2 separate regions of the Sus scrofa genome follow, and region 1 is linked to region 2. Evidence: chromatin contacts called from public HiChIP or PLAC-seq data. All regions are on one chromosome and are shown on one strand. The core of a region is the stretch at or near the end of the contact, and the rest is flanking DNA. Distances in the headings are between cores, read along the strand shown.

Region 1 (6,159 bases), core at 756-3,255, 40 kb before region 2:
CTCAGTGCCTGCCGAGACTTTCTGGACGGGACGGCGTCCCCTCCTTCTGTGTGGGTGACATAACACACGTGGCTGTGTTGCTTTAACTTAACGGAATGATGCGGCCGTCTCGGCTTCCGGCTCCACGGGGGCGGCTGCATCCCCATCCCTGGTGCGCTGCCAGGGCCCGGGTGCCGGGTGAGCGTGGGTGAGCTCGCCTGCCGCCGCCATAGGCCAGGTGGTGCAGTTGCTCCTGGCATCTTCAGTAGCGGTCTCTGCTGCCTCCGTTTTAGCAAAAGAGACCGGCGTGGGCCGTCCCTCTGCTCTCAGCCAGAGCCCTTCCACCTGCGGGGCGGGGTCTGAGGGGCTGTCCCGCGGGAGAGCCTGCGTCCCTCGCACCCAGGACCTGCTGTTCTTCAGAATCTCTCAGAATGGTGCTGGCTGGAACCCTTTTCCAGAACCACATTTTGAACAGGTGCTACCTATTCATTTAAGTGCATCTCAGTATGTTGTTATTGAACAAAACTTTTTTTTTTTTTTTTTTGGCTGCACCTGCAGCATGTAGAAATTCCCAAGCCAGGGATGGAATTCATGCCACAGCAGTGGCCTGGGCCGCTGCAGTCACAACGCCAGATCCTTAAACCCACTGAGCCACAAATGAATGGCAAGAATATTTTTTTTTTTTTAGTTTTTAATTTTTTCAATTAAAGTATAGTTGATTTAGGAGCTCCTGTTGTGGCTCAGCAGGTTAAGAACCTGACAATGTCTGTGAGGATACAGGTTCGATCCCTGGTCTTGATCAGAGGGTTAAGGATCCGACGTGGCTGCGGCATAGGCTGGCAGCTGCAGCTCTGATTCGACCCCTAGCCTGAGAACTTCCATGTGCCTGGGTGCAGCTGTAAAAATAAAACTAAATAAATAAATAAAGTTGGTTTACAGTGTTGTGTCAATTTCTGCCGTACAGCAAAGTGACCCGGTCATATGTGTATATACACTTTTTCAAATATACCTTCTATCAGGAATCTTTATTTTTATCGGATATGTTCTTTTTTTTTTATTTTCCACAGGCACCTGTGGCATATGGAAGTCCAGGCTCGGGGTGGAATTGGAGCTGTAGCTGCCAGCCTACACCACAGCCACAGCAATGCCTGATGCTTAACCCACTGAGTGAGGCCAGGGATCAAACCTGCATCCTCACAGACTCTGTGTTGCGTCCTCAACCTGCAGGACAACAGTGGGGACTCCCGGGAGTCTTCTTACATCTGGGTGTGACACTTTCCACTTGGTCTGACCTGCGACCAGGCCCCGGGGGACAAGGGGCCTGGGGACAGAGAAGGACAGCTCTCCCAATGCCTGGTTTCCAGTCAAGACCCCTGGTTTACACACAGCCCCAGCCTCAGGGCTCGGGTGACGGTTCTTTCTGTGAACCTCGGGCCTTTGAAGGTGTGACGGTCCAGGGTGGCCGGTTGTGAGGCCCAGGGCTCTGCACTCGGCTCGCACACACACCCCAAGGGCCTGTTCTCTGCGCAGCCTCTGTCGGACGCGGAGCTGGGAGACACGCGTGGTCATCGTGCTGCAGCTCAGTGTGCTTTTTGCCTTTATAACATTTTATAATCAGCAGGTTTCCTGGGAATGAATCCGTGCATGTAGTAGATGAGTCAGCCGGGCGCCCATCCAGGAGCAGGCACAGAGGCGCGGAGCGCACCGCGTGTAATTGCAATTCCAGGACAGGCGAGGCCACGGAGACAGGAAACAGATGCATGGTCTCGGGGGAGGGGGCACAGGGAGCCGGGGCGGGTCCTCGCAGGCACAGTGACACACTGGACGCAGGGCCTTCGTTGACTAGACTTAAAGCCCCGGGAGTGTGCCCTCTGATCGAGAGCACTGCACACACGCCCCACTTCAAGTCGGGCTTGGCGCCCACAGCCGGGGGCCCCTCCTGTAGGGCGCAGACGCCGGCCACGTGGCTCCCGCAGGCCTGTGAGCTGCAGGTCCAGATGGCTTTCTCATTGGTGCCACCTGCAGAGACAGAAAAGGAGTGCCTGGCATTTGGGGAGGTTCCTGACGGCGACGCGATGACCAGAGCAGAGGCCGGCCGGGCGGACTCAAGGCGAGGCCACAGAGGCTGAGCAGAGCAGCCGCCCGCCGAGATGGAGAAGTTTCGGGCAGCGATGCTGCTGGGCGCCGTGGGGGACGCCCTTGGCTACAGAAATGCCTTCATGGAGAACAGCGCCTCGGGCCCCAGGGTCCAGGAGGAGCTGCAGAAAGTGGGGGGGCTGGACCACCTGGTGCTGGCCCCCGAGAAGTGGCCAGTGAGCGACAACACCATCATGCACATGGCGACGGCCGAGGCCCTGGTCACAGGTGAGGCGCAACCTCGCTCTGGGCACGGCAGGCAGCAGGGCTTCCGCGGTGAGCACGAGCCAGGCGTGGGGTCGCTGCTGGGCTGCAACATCGCCCTGTAACCCACTAGGGTCCCCAACGAATGGGACATGCCCTCTCGGCCTCTCCGGTGACGCGGGCACTTCACTCTGTGCGCCTGCAGATTCGGTTTCCTAAACTGGAACTTCATTGGTTTGTAGGCGTTCACTCTGCCGAGCCTGTGTCCAGAGTTAAAACCAATCTGATCGCTCCCTGGGGGCCGTTTGGGATGAGGGCCTCCGATTTCACTGCAGATGGGAAGGCTGCTTCTGAATTTGCTTCAAAAGTATGTAAAATAATAAGCCCGTTTGAAACTCGGACGCGTTAACGTGCTACTGTCTGGGAATGACGTCTCCGTTCCGGGGAATTATGGTGAAAATGCCGTTGACCAAGTACGACCGCGGTCACTACGGTTTCTTAGCTGTCCTAAGAAAACGCTGTAGAGTTGGTGGGATCTGGGGGAGACAGCGCTTCTTGAACATTCTTTAAGTAGCAGGTTGACTTTAGGAAGAAGTTTTCCGTGAATTTCAGAGAAACAGCGGGTGTGTGATGGGAGGCCCACTTCTCCCCCAGTATCTGCTCTTTAAAAACCCGTGAGGGCTGTCGGCGTGCCATTGCAAAATTAGAACCTGAGCAGCCCTGGAGTCGGAGGAATTGACATTTCCCTGTGCCCCTGTCATCATCCGAGCTGGGAGCTGGTTTAGCTCTGCTGTCACTGCACAGGAACGCGACAGCGGGGGCAGAGCTCAGGCGCCACAGATAAGACAGCGTCACAGCAAACAGGCCTGACAGTCCTCCTTCTGAGTCTCACAGCTGCAAAGTGTGGATGGTGCCCGTGTGTGGGTTGCCGGGCAGATTCCTGGGTCCTGCTGCGCCCACATCTGTGCGGTGACCCCAGGGTAGCAGCTGGCCTGTCTGCGGTGGGAATGTGCCAGTTAGATCAGGCTGCGTCCTCTTGGCAGGAGTTGGGCGGAGTCCGCCCCACATGCAGGGTGTGAATTCTGAGGATGGCGGCTCAGCTGTCACACCGCCTCAGGCCTGCCAGTCACCTGGGCGCCCGTGAGGGTGTCTTCCGATGCTCTACAAGCGTGCGGGTTTTCAGCACACTCAAAATCCAAGTTGGCGTTCATTTACGATTAGTTTTCAAACAGCCCAGAGTTTTTCTTTTCTTTCTTTCCTTTTTTTTTTTTGCTTTTTAGGGCTGCACCCACAGCGTATGCAGGTTCCCAGGCTAGGGGTTGAATTGGAACTACAGCTCCGGCCATAGCCACAGCCACGCCAGATCCTTAACCCACTGAGTGAGGCCAGGGACAGAACCTGCATCCTCATGGATGCTAGTCAGATTCTTAACTAGCTGAGCCACAGCAGGAACGCCAACCTTTTTCTTTGATAGCAAATGAGCCTGTGGAAGGGGCTCTGAGCCACGTTAACAGTGATGCAGCAGACTCTGACATGGCACCGACAGTGGCCCGGGACAGTTCTAACTTCAGGCGTGGGCATCTGGTCCTCGCCCTCCCTACAAGTCGGCTCTATTGTGGCGGATTAGAGATAAAGGAACAGCGCACAGAGAGGCTGAGTTACTTGGCCAGCGCCACACAGCTGAGTGTGCTAGAGCAGGACTGGCACCGGGACAGCCTCTGGCACCTGCACTGAAGTACCATCCCACCCCGTGGGGCTAGTGGACGCGAAATATTTCAGGGGCCCTATGGACAGCACTTCACACGATTTCCAGAGACAGGCAGACTCCCCGTGGCGCTAGTTAGTACGTTGAGCCAACACTCTACGGGGCTGTGGGGGGCGGGTGCCCCTGCACCTCGGGGTGTCTCTGAAACAGGCATTGCGGACCAGAAGCAGATGCTGACCTGGGCCGTGGGGTCCAGTACCCCACAAGGTGGGCGCGTGACCAGAATACACACATCCAATCCACAGAAGGCTCCTGTGTGCCTGCCCCTGTGTCCGCCACCGGCGGCTGAGAGGGGAGCCCCCACTTCCCAGCTTCACTCCAGGAGCGGCACCCCCTGAGCCTCTGAGGCTGGCTCGGGGCAGCTGTCTGTCTGTCCAAACTGTTGTGTGCATCTGACAGTGAGCAGTGTCTGCCACCGTGGTCAAGCAGAGTGGCCACGTCGCCACTGCGACGGGGGGGGGGGGCACTGGGGGCAGCCAGCAAGTGCCTCTGGCGGCAGGAGACAGGCCTGTCCCAGGGACAAGCAGGCCAGCTCTCCAGACAGTGACATTTGCAAGGTAATGCTTTTATTGTAGTGACCGGACACTGCTATTGTGCCTTCCTTACGATGCCGGTGGCTGGGAGACTCACAGGCGGTTTCGTAAGTGGATTTGTTGGGCAGTGGAGACAGAGGAAAGCAGGTGGCGTGGCCTTGTCACCAAGTAGGGAAGCTTACAGAGCAGGGGGGGGGCGCAGGTGCAAAGCTCTGAGTTCTGAAGACTCAAACCTGAAACCAACAGGAGTTTTGTTGCTTTTAAGAAGCTTTTTCCCCTTCAAAAAGGAAGTTTTCCCAGAACAAAATGACTCGTCGTAGGGCTCTGGAAGGGCCAGGCCTATTCACTTGGGACCGAGATGGTGACAAGAAACAGCCTGGACATGCCTCCCGGCCAGCGTCCCTCAGTGTCACCCGGGGAGGGCCACCCTCCACAAGACCAGCAGACTCACTGCCCCCAACCCAGGTCTCACCACACCCCCTCCCCAACTCCCCTCGGAGGCAACGCCATGTGTGCCCAGCGACAGAGCAGTGACCAGGCCATGTGGGGACCTCCCCTGCTGAGAGGTGGGGGATGGACAGAAGGTCAGGTGGACAGGGGCCGGCGGCCGCTCTTCCCCCGGTCTGCCCGGCACTCAGAGCTCTGCTTGGCAGGCTGCTTTCCGCCGTCCGCTCTGTGCTGGGGCCCTGCTGGGAGGCAGCTTGGTTTTCAGTTGCCTTGGCTGGTCTCACGGCCCCTCCTGCCTGCTCCGAGCCTGGGGTGGGTGGTCCCCCAGAGCCAGGGAATCCACCCAGACAGGGGCAGCCCTGCTCCTTGCTGCAGCCGCAGCCTGGCCTGTGGTGCCAGCACAGATTGGACTCGAGAGCCGTCAGGCTGTTGGGCAGGCGCACCTCTGCCCTGCACATCCAGCTCTGCTCCTGTGTGACCAGGCGCCCGGGGCCCCGGGTGGAGGGTGTGCAGCCTTTGCCCACCACGCTGTGCACTCATCGAAGGGCAGAAATGCTCAGGCTTTGCTATCGAAATCCCCTTGCCAGCTCTGGCCTGAGGCAGGTCACACCTCTTCGAGCCTGGCCTGGGAGAGAACAGTGCTGGGGGGGGGGCGTGAGACCAGCCGAGCTCAGGGTCCCCATGATCTGGGGGACCCTGGGGATCTGGACCACACTCGAACCCAGAACGCCTCCCCACGTGGGGTGCAGTGGGGACTTGGCTGCGGCATTGGTGGGAGGAGAAGGGGGCTGGAGACCAGGGGCAGCCCCCCATTGCCTGGACCTGAGTCCCTAATGGCCCAGGGACAGGCTGTTTCCGGCCAGCTGGTCCTCACCGGCATCGACCGTCGGCTGTGTAAGGGCTGCAGGTTTTTCTAGAGTCTTGGGTGGAACTAGAAGCACAGGACAAACTGCAACTGAAATTAAATGAAATCCAAAGCCATTCCGGTTTCTCTGGGCAGCCAGGGATGTGCGCGACGCTCACCAAGTCCTCCTCTGGTCGCGGGGATGGTCGCTGCCGCCCCGCCCACCTGGCCGACCCCGCCCACTACTCTGG
Region 2 (6,056 bases), core at 463-2,962:
GCACGTGCCTGTGGCTGTCAGAGCAGCACAGGTGGAGGCAGCGCGCGCCCGGGAGGCCTGAGCCGGTCGAAGGGCGAGTGGACTGTGGACTGGGGTCTGCTGATGGACGCGCCTGGTGGGGAGGCCAAGGAGGTGGCCCAGAGCAGGGTCTCTGAAAAGGACACTGAGTCTCAAAAGCAAAATGCTGTGACCTGAGCTGAAGGCTGGGAGGTTTTCCCAGAGCAACAGGGGGCATCTGGGGTCGTGCTCAGCAGACCACCAATTCCGTAGAGTCTCCCGCGGAAACGGACAGACACAGGGCCGGACGTGCCCAAACGACCTCCAGGCTCCTTGCTCAGTCCTGAGATGGAACGTTCCTGAAAAACCCATGTCAGGAGCAGGCTGTTCACGACAGCCCAGGTGGCCTTGCGGCGGACACTGGCAGAACCGTCTCCACCACACCTGCCATAGGTGTGTGTTGCAAGAGAGCACGTCTGGAGTTCGAGAAAGGCATCTTCCCCAAAGGGCCTGGCCCTGGGGGCTGGGCTTCCTGCACAGGGACGGTGTCCTTCCGCTTTGCCTGGTTTGCTGACTGTCCTGAATCCGTTTTCTAGAAAGGACCCTTGGGAGGTGGAAGGCTGAGGCCACAAAAGCACCTCCTATCTTCAAGAACCTTAACTTCTCAGGCAGTTTGGGCAATTTCTCCACGGCCTCCTAAATATGGCAAGCAGTTGGTGTGTGGTCTTCATGCCACGATATCGAAATGTCCAGACAGGGTGATGATGACCGACCAGGAGAAGCCACCGTTCAAAGCCAGGCCGCCCTGCAGTACCCAAGGAGACGGTGGACACGCCCTCAGAGCAAAAGGCATTTCTGTTCCTTCGGAGGCAGCCAGAGTCGCCTCGTGCTCCCGAACAAAAGTGGGAAGAGGTGGCGGAGGAGGAAGCCCCCGCTTCTGCCTTCTTTGGGGAGCAGCAGACGTCTGGGGTGTTAACCCCAAGTCACTCCAGCTGGCAGCCCTGCAGGGCGCGCCACGGTCTACCTGCGGGCTGGGGCCGCCACATCCAGCAGCACTTTGGCAGCCCCGGCTCCAAGGCCTGGCCCCTGGTTGGAGGCTGGAAGAAGGCACGGGGTGGGGGGGTGGGGGACCGGACCCCTCCCGCCAGAGTCAGATGTCCCCGGGGAGGGGCTGCGGGGATTAGGAATGAAGAGAAGGCTGAAGGAGAGAGAGCAAGGGAAAAAATCTTTTTCTGCCCAATGAATATTAAAACAGCGGTCACGGGTCAGAACTCTGGCCTTTGGACCTGCGCGGTTCTGAGGTTCAAAAGGCTGTCGCAAGAATCCACAGCAAATTCATCGCCAACCTTTGCTCCAGGCCCGGAGGCCCCGGGAGGCCCTTGGGTGGGGCGCAGGGGTGGTCCCCGCCGCACCTGCTCAGCCAGCTTTGCCAGGCTGAGCTCCATTCCCGCCCCCGGGCCCCCCATCCCCCATCCCACCGGCCTCCTCCCTCCTGCCTGCGGACCGGGCGGCCTGCAGGGCTGCGGCCCCTCCCAGGCTCCCGGCTCCAACAGTCCCGGTCGCCGCCCTGCGCAGGGGCGGCAGGAGCAGGTGCAGCCTCCGCTCTCCCCCTCCCCCCCCGCCCCTCCGCTCCCTCGCCAGCCCCGCCCCGCCCCGCCCTCCCCTCCTCTCCCATTCCCACCCCTCCCTCCCCATTCCCCTCCCCTCCCCTCGCCCCAGTCCCGCCTCCCGGCGCCCGCGGCCCGGCGGAAGGACGCGAGCCGCCGGGAGTCCCGGGAGTCCCGGGAGGTGGACTTGGCACCGCGGGCCCGCGCCCCGGCGCCCCTGCCGCCCTCCCCGCATGGAGACCGCGGGGCGCGCGCAGGCGGCGCGGGACCGCGTCCCCAGGTAGGCGCGCGGGCGCGGGTGCGGATCCGGTGCGGTGGTGCCCGCGCCTGCGCGCCCCTGGGCTGCGTGCGCGCCCGCGCTCGGCCCGTCGCCCCCTCCTGCGCCCCCGACGCGGGCCCGCAGCTCCGCACGGCAGGTCCCCGTCCCAAGTGCGCGCGGAGCTTTACTCCGGGCCTCCTTGTGCCGTAGGGTTGATCCGTACGGGTTTGAAGGCCTGAAGACTTTGATTATGCAGCTTATGAAGAGTTTTTCTCCGCCTACCTGGTGATACTCACCAGAAGAGCCATAAAATGGTCCAAACTTCTCAAGGGAGGCGGTGGTGTCCAGAAGAGTATGACGGGTGAGTTCGGAGCCTGAGCGCCCCCCCACTCCCCGGAGCTCAAGTCACAGCCGAGGGTGCCCCCGGGGGTCGGGGTTCCTGGGGGAGGCGGCCGGGAAGCCCTTTGACGCAGGAGTTGCGGGCTCACAGCTGAGGCCGATGCGCCTGTGCAGGAAGCGAGGGCTTCCTATCTTCCCTTCGAGATGGATGGCGACCATGGCCTTCTTTCCAGAAGAAACCTGATTTCCCGCTCCTCAGGATGAGCGTGGCCGCGGCTCTGCGCTTGCACACCTCTGGACTGAGCGCCCCGCCCGCTCCGAGTGAGAGGCGGGTCCTTAGTGGACCCGCACCTCTTCCTCCGCCCACGGTGCCGGCTCCCGGCCTCATGCCTCCTGAAGCCCTCGGGCCCTCTCGTCACACCTCACAGGCCCGCACTTCTGCCTTCTTGCCTGTCTCCTGCTCCTGTCTATGCAGCCTTTCGCTTACTTATTTTATCCTTGGTTCCTGCCTGCCTGCGGGATTGGGAGCGATCGCTGCAGTGTTTGTTGAATGAATGAACGCACGAAGGGGTTGCCCGCACTGTTGCCCATGCTGCCTAGACAGAGGCCAGACTAGGGGCACCTGCCCGGCAGGTGGTGAGGGCAGACGTGTGCCCAGGAGGTCAGGGGGCTCAAGCAGAGGGGCAGAGGGCGGAGGGGGCTTCCGCACATGACGACCCACGAGGGACTGAGCTGTGTGAGGGAGCAGGAGAGTGTTGGGAGGAGGTCTGGCGCGGAGCTGAGGCCCTGCCCGGGCACAGGTGGGCAGACGGCCGGCCCGCGACCAGGCAGAGAGCAGTCAGTTTTTAAGCAAGGGGGCGACAGGTCAGTTTTTGCTTTTAAAGAGGTTGGTGGATAGATCCCAGAGGGCCGGCCTCAGCCGCAGGCCGTGTCTGGGAAATACCGGAGGGACTGGTGTGGGCAGGTTCGCCCCGGCCTCTCCCTCTGCCAGGGCTGTGACTGCCAGGAGAGCTTAGTAAAACACCCGTAAGGGAACGCTTCCTAAGTCAGCCTGCGGGGACCTCAGAGGTGGGACGTCCTGGCGTCCAGAGCCCAAAGCCGAGGTCCTGGTGAAGGTGGCGTCCCCAGCGCTGCTCCTTCATGTTAACCTGTTCCCTGCGGCGCCTCTGCCTTCGTATTGCCCTGTGTGATCTGATTTTAAACGTTTCCTACTGGTGTGTAAAAACAAACACAATTTTTGCACATGATGAAACATCTTAGTTGCGCAAAGACGTGGCATGTCGTTGCGTTTCCCTCCTGCGCAGGCCCCGGTCCCATGAGCCGACCCCCAGTGCCTGTCCCATGTCCCCTCCCAAGAACGGGGTGCCCTTGGGTGCAGTTGCGTTAATGCAGGAGAAGCCCCGTGTCCACGTGGACCCAGAGGTCAGGGCGTGCATGCAGGGAGTCACGGGCCCGCGCACTTTTGTTTTTGCGGAAAACACGGGGCCTGCTCCTTCCCCTTTGGTTTTGTCGTGAGTCTGTCCTGTCGTTGGTGGGCCCACCAGTTTACCTCAGGCCTTGTGTCTGCTGTCCAGCGTCGGGGTCCCCCCAGGTGGGCCGAGAATAACAGCAGTCCGGATCCGGAACCCTTCCCAATCTTCATTGTTTTTTGCGTGCGGAGGTTCCCAGGCCCGGGACTGGACCCGCCCCGCAGCCGCGGCAACGCGGGGCGGGTCCCCCATCTTCCCTCTTGTCGGGCTCCTTTGGAGAGGTTTTGCTGTTGCTTTTCTGGAGCGCCTGTCTCTGTCTGCTCTTTCTGAAAATTTAACTGGGTTTTATGGACGTCGTCATCACTGCTTTTGTGCTTTCATTTTTTTGCTTATGTAACATTTGTTCGGCTGTGTAGTTATGGCAACGAGTATGGTTGGCATGACAGGTTTAGGAACAAATACATTTGATTCCTAGTGAGCCCTTGGCCTGGAGATGGGATTCAGTGTCGAGGTGAACGGGAGAGCGTGGTGGCCTGACGTTCTTCCAGGAAATGGGGACACGGATTCATCTGGCCAGAGGGTGTGGGCCTCCCCAGTTCCGTGGTCCAGGCTGTCGAGCGGGAGCTTAGCGTGGTTTCCGGGTGTGACGGCCAGAGAGCCTGTGGCACCCATGGCGCCTGAGAGAGGCAGTAACAGGAGTGGACGTGCTATCCTGGAAATGGGAGTCCAACTTTTCCCTGCCGGACTTTGGAGGCTGACTGTAGCGTGGTCGGGTGTGTGGTTGTAAGTGTCACTGGGTGCGTGACACCCCAGGGAAGAGGGCACGGTTGGGGTGGAGGACCCCTGTGTGGGTAGGTGCGACAGGCCTAGTCTGGAAGCCTGGCCTTGACCCCAGCCGGTGCACCTGTGCGACCCGGGGTCCTGTTCCTCGGCCGGTCTTGCCCTGTGGCCCTACTGCGTTCCGCCTCTTTTTGCGAGGACTTCCGTCCGTGCCACTATCTTCCTGTGTCCAGGGGTCCGTCACCTACAGATCAGGAGTTCAGAGCCCCCGCCGGTGGTCGGGACGCTGCTGTGCACGCCAACGAGGCTCTCCTCCTCCCTCCTCTGTGGACGTGCCGGGCCCGGAGGCCGAGTCCAGCGGCCCCTTCTGCTCCCTTCTCGGTGTGGAGGGGCGAGGAGTCCCTGTCGGCGTCCTCCCGGGCTAGCCTTTAGCACCGCCTTGGAGTGAAGCTGCAGAAGTGTATTTTCCAAGACAAGTGTTAAAAAAAACGGGATGCTGCTCAGCTTTGTTGGGACGAATGTGAAGGTCCCCGGCAGCCTTTCCCGGCCGCTTCGCACTCGCTCAGGACAGCGGAGGTCGGCCCTGCCCTGGGGACCCTGTCGGGCTCTGGGGACAGGCAGGCCCTGCCCTCCCAAAGCACTTAGCGGATCCACATGAGGAGCCCTTACTCTCGGAAACTTTGGGGTGTTGTTGCAGCTGTGCTGGACGTCTGGAGTCCCCGCCCTCCTGCGTCTCGGGGCCCGGCCCGTGCTCTGCCCGTCTCACCAGTGAGCAGACGGGGCCTCGGGGCCTGGGCCGCGAGCCGCCGCCGCAGAGCCCCGTCTGAGTCCAGGGGCTTAACTGTTGTGCCCTTTCCTTTTTATACTTTATATGAATTCTTTAAAACCTGCAGTGCAGTGGCGTTCACGCTTCTTGTCACCTGGTTCTGTGAATTCAGATGCACAGTCACGTAACCCCGTGAGAAGCAGGGTCCAGGGTCGCTCCAGATCGATCCTGTTTATCTGACCGCCTGGGGGCCGAGCCAGGGCGAGCGGCGGAGGCCCTGGCCGCACGGGGCAGGGTGGCAGGAGGGGGTCCGGGGCCTGCCCTGTCGCCTTCACTGAGACGTTCTGTTCGGTTTTTACCCACGTTTGTCCTTATTCTGTGGGTGCTGTGGTGATACTGCGCTCCCTGTTTTTCTTTCAGCTGTTTCTGTTTGTACCTGGAGCAACCACTGATTTTTTTTTTTTTTCTTTTTTTGCAAGTTCCCAGGCCAGGGATCAAATCCGAGCCTCGGCTGCAGCAATGCCAGATCCTTTAACTCACTTTCCAGGGCCCAGGATCGAACCCAAGCTTCCTCAGCAGCCCGAGCCGCTGCAGGCGGATTCTTAACCCAGTGCGCCGCGGTGGGAACCGCTGACTTTCGCAGCCCTTTCCTCTGGCTGCGTCTCAGGTGGAACAGCCCCTGCCCCTGCGCGCAGCAGGGGGGATGGGTTCGCTCGGGGCATCTTTCCCGGGTCACGCGGCCCCTGAGGTCGTCTTAAGTCACCCTAAACTGGAGGAGGAAGGGCCGAACGGTCCGCCTTTGCGGTAAAAGTGCACAGAGTGGGAGGAGCAGAGCGGGT

Evidence for each region. HiChIP or PLAC-seq counts read pairs in DNA pulled down with a chosen protein or histone mark.
Region 1: a contact with region 2 is called in an H3K27ac HiChIP or PLAC-seq map of skeletal muscle. The contact joins the promoter of ADPRHL1 here to the promoter of GRTP1 in region 2. A contact is called at or near these places in 2 of 47 Hi-C or Micro-C datasets (heart right ventricle and skeletal muscle) and 1 of 2 datasets of contacts at active chromatin or transcription factors (skeletal muscle).

The regions. Positions count from the first base shown.
Region 1 is chr11:78,673,791-78,679,949 of Sscrofa11.1, reverse strand. ADPRHL1 (protein ADP-ribosylarginine hydrolase-like protein 1) reads left to right here and starts at 2,005. Exons shown (of 7, transcript XM_003357909.5): 1 at 2,005-2,343. The coding sequence starts at 2,130. The region is part of intron 7 of DCUN1D2 (DCN1-like protein 2); the gene reads left to right.
Region 2 is chr11:78,633,158-78,639,213 of Sscrofa11.1, reverse strand. GRTP1 (growth hormone-regulated TBC protein 1) reads left to right here and starts at 1,712. Exons shown (of 9, transcript XM_021065974.1): 1 at 1,712-1,884; 2 at 2,074-2,090; 3 at 2,093-2,224. The coding sequence starts at 1,838.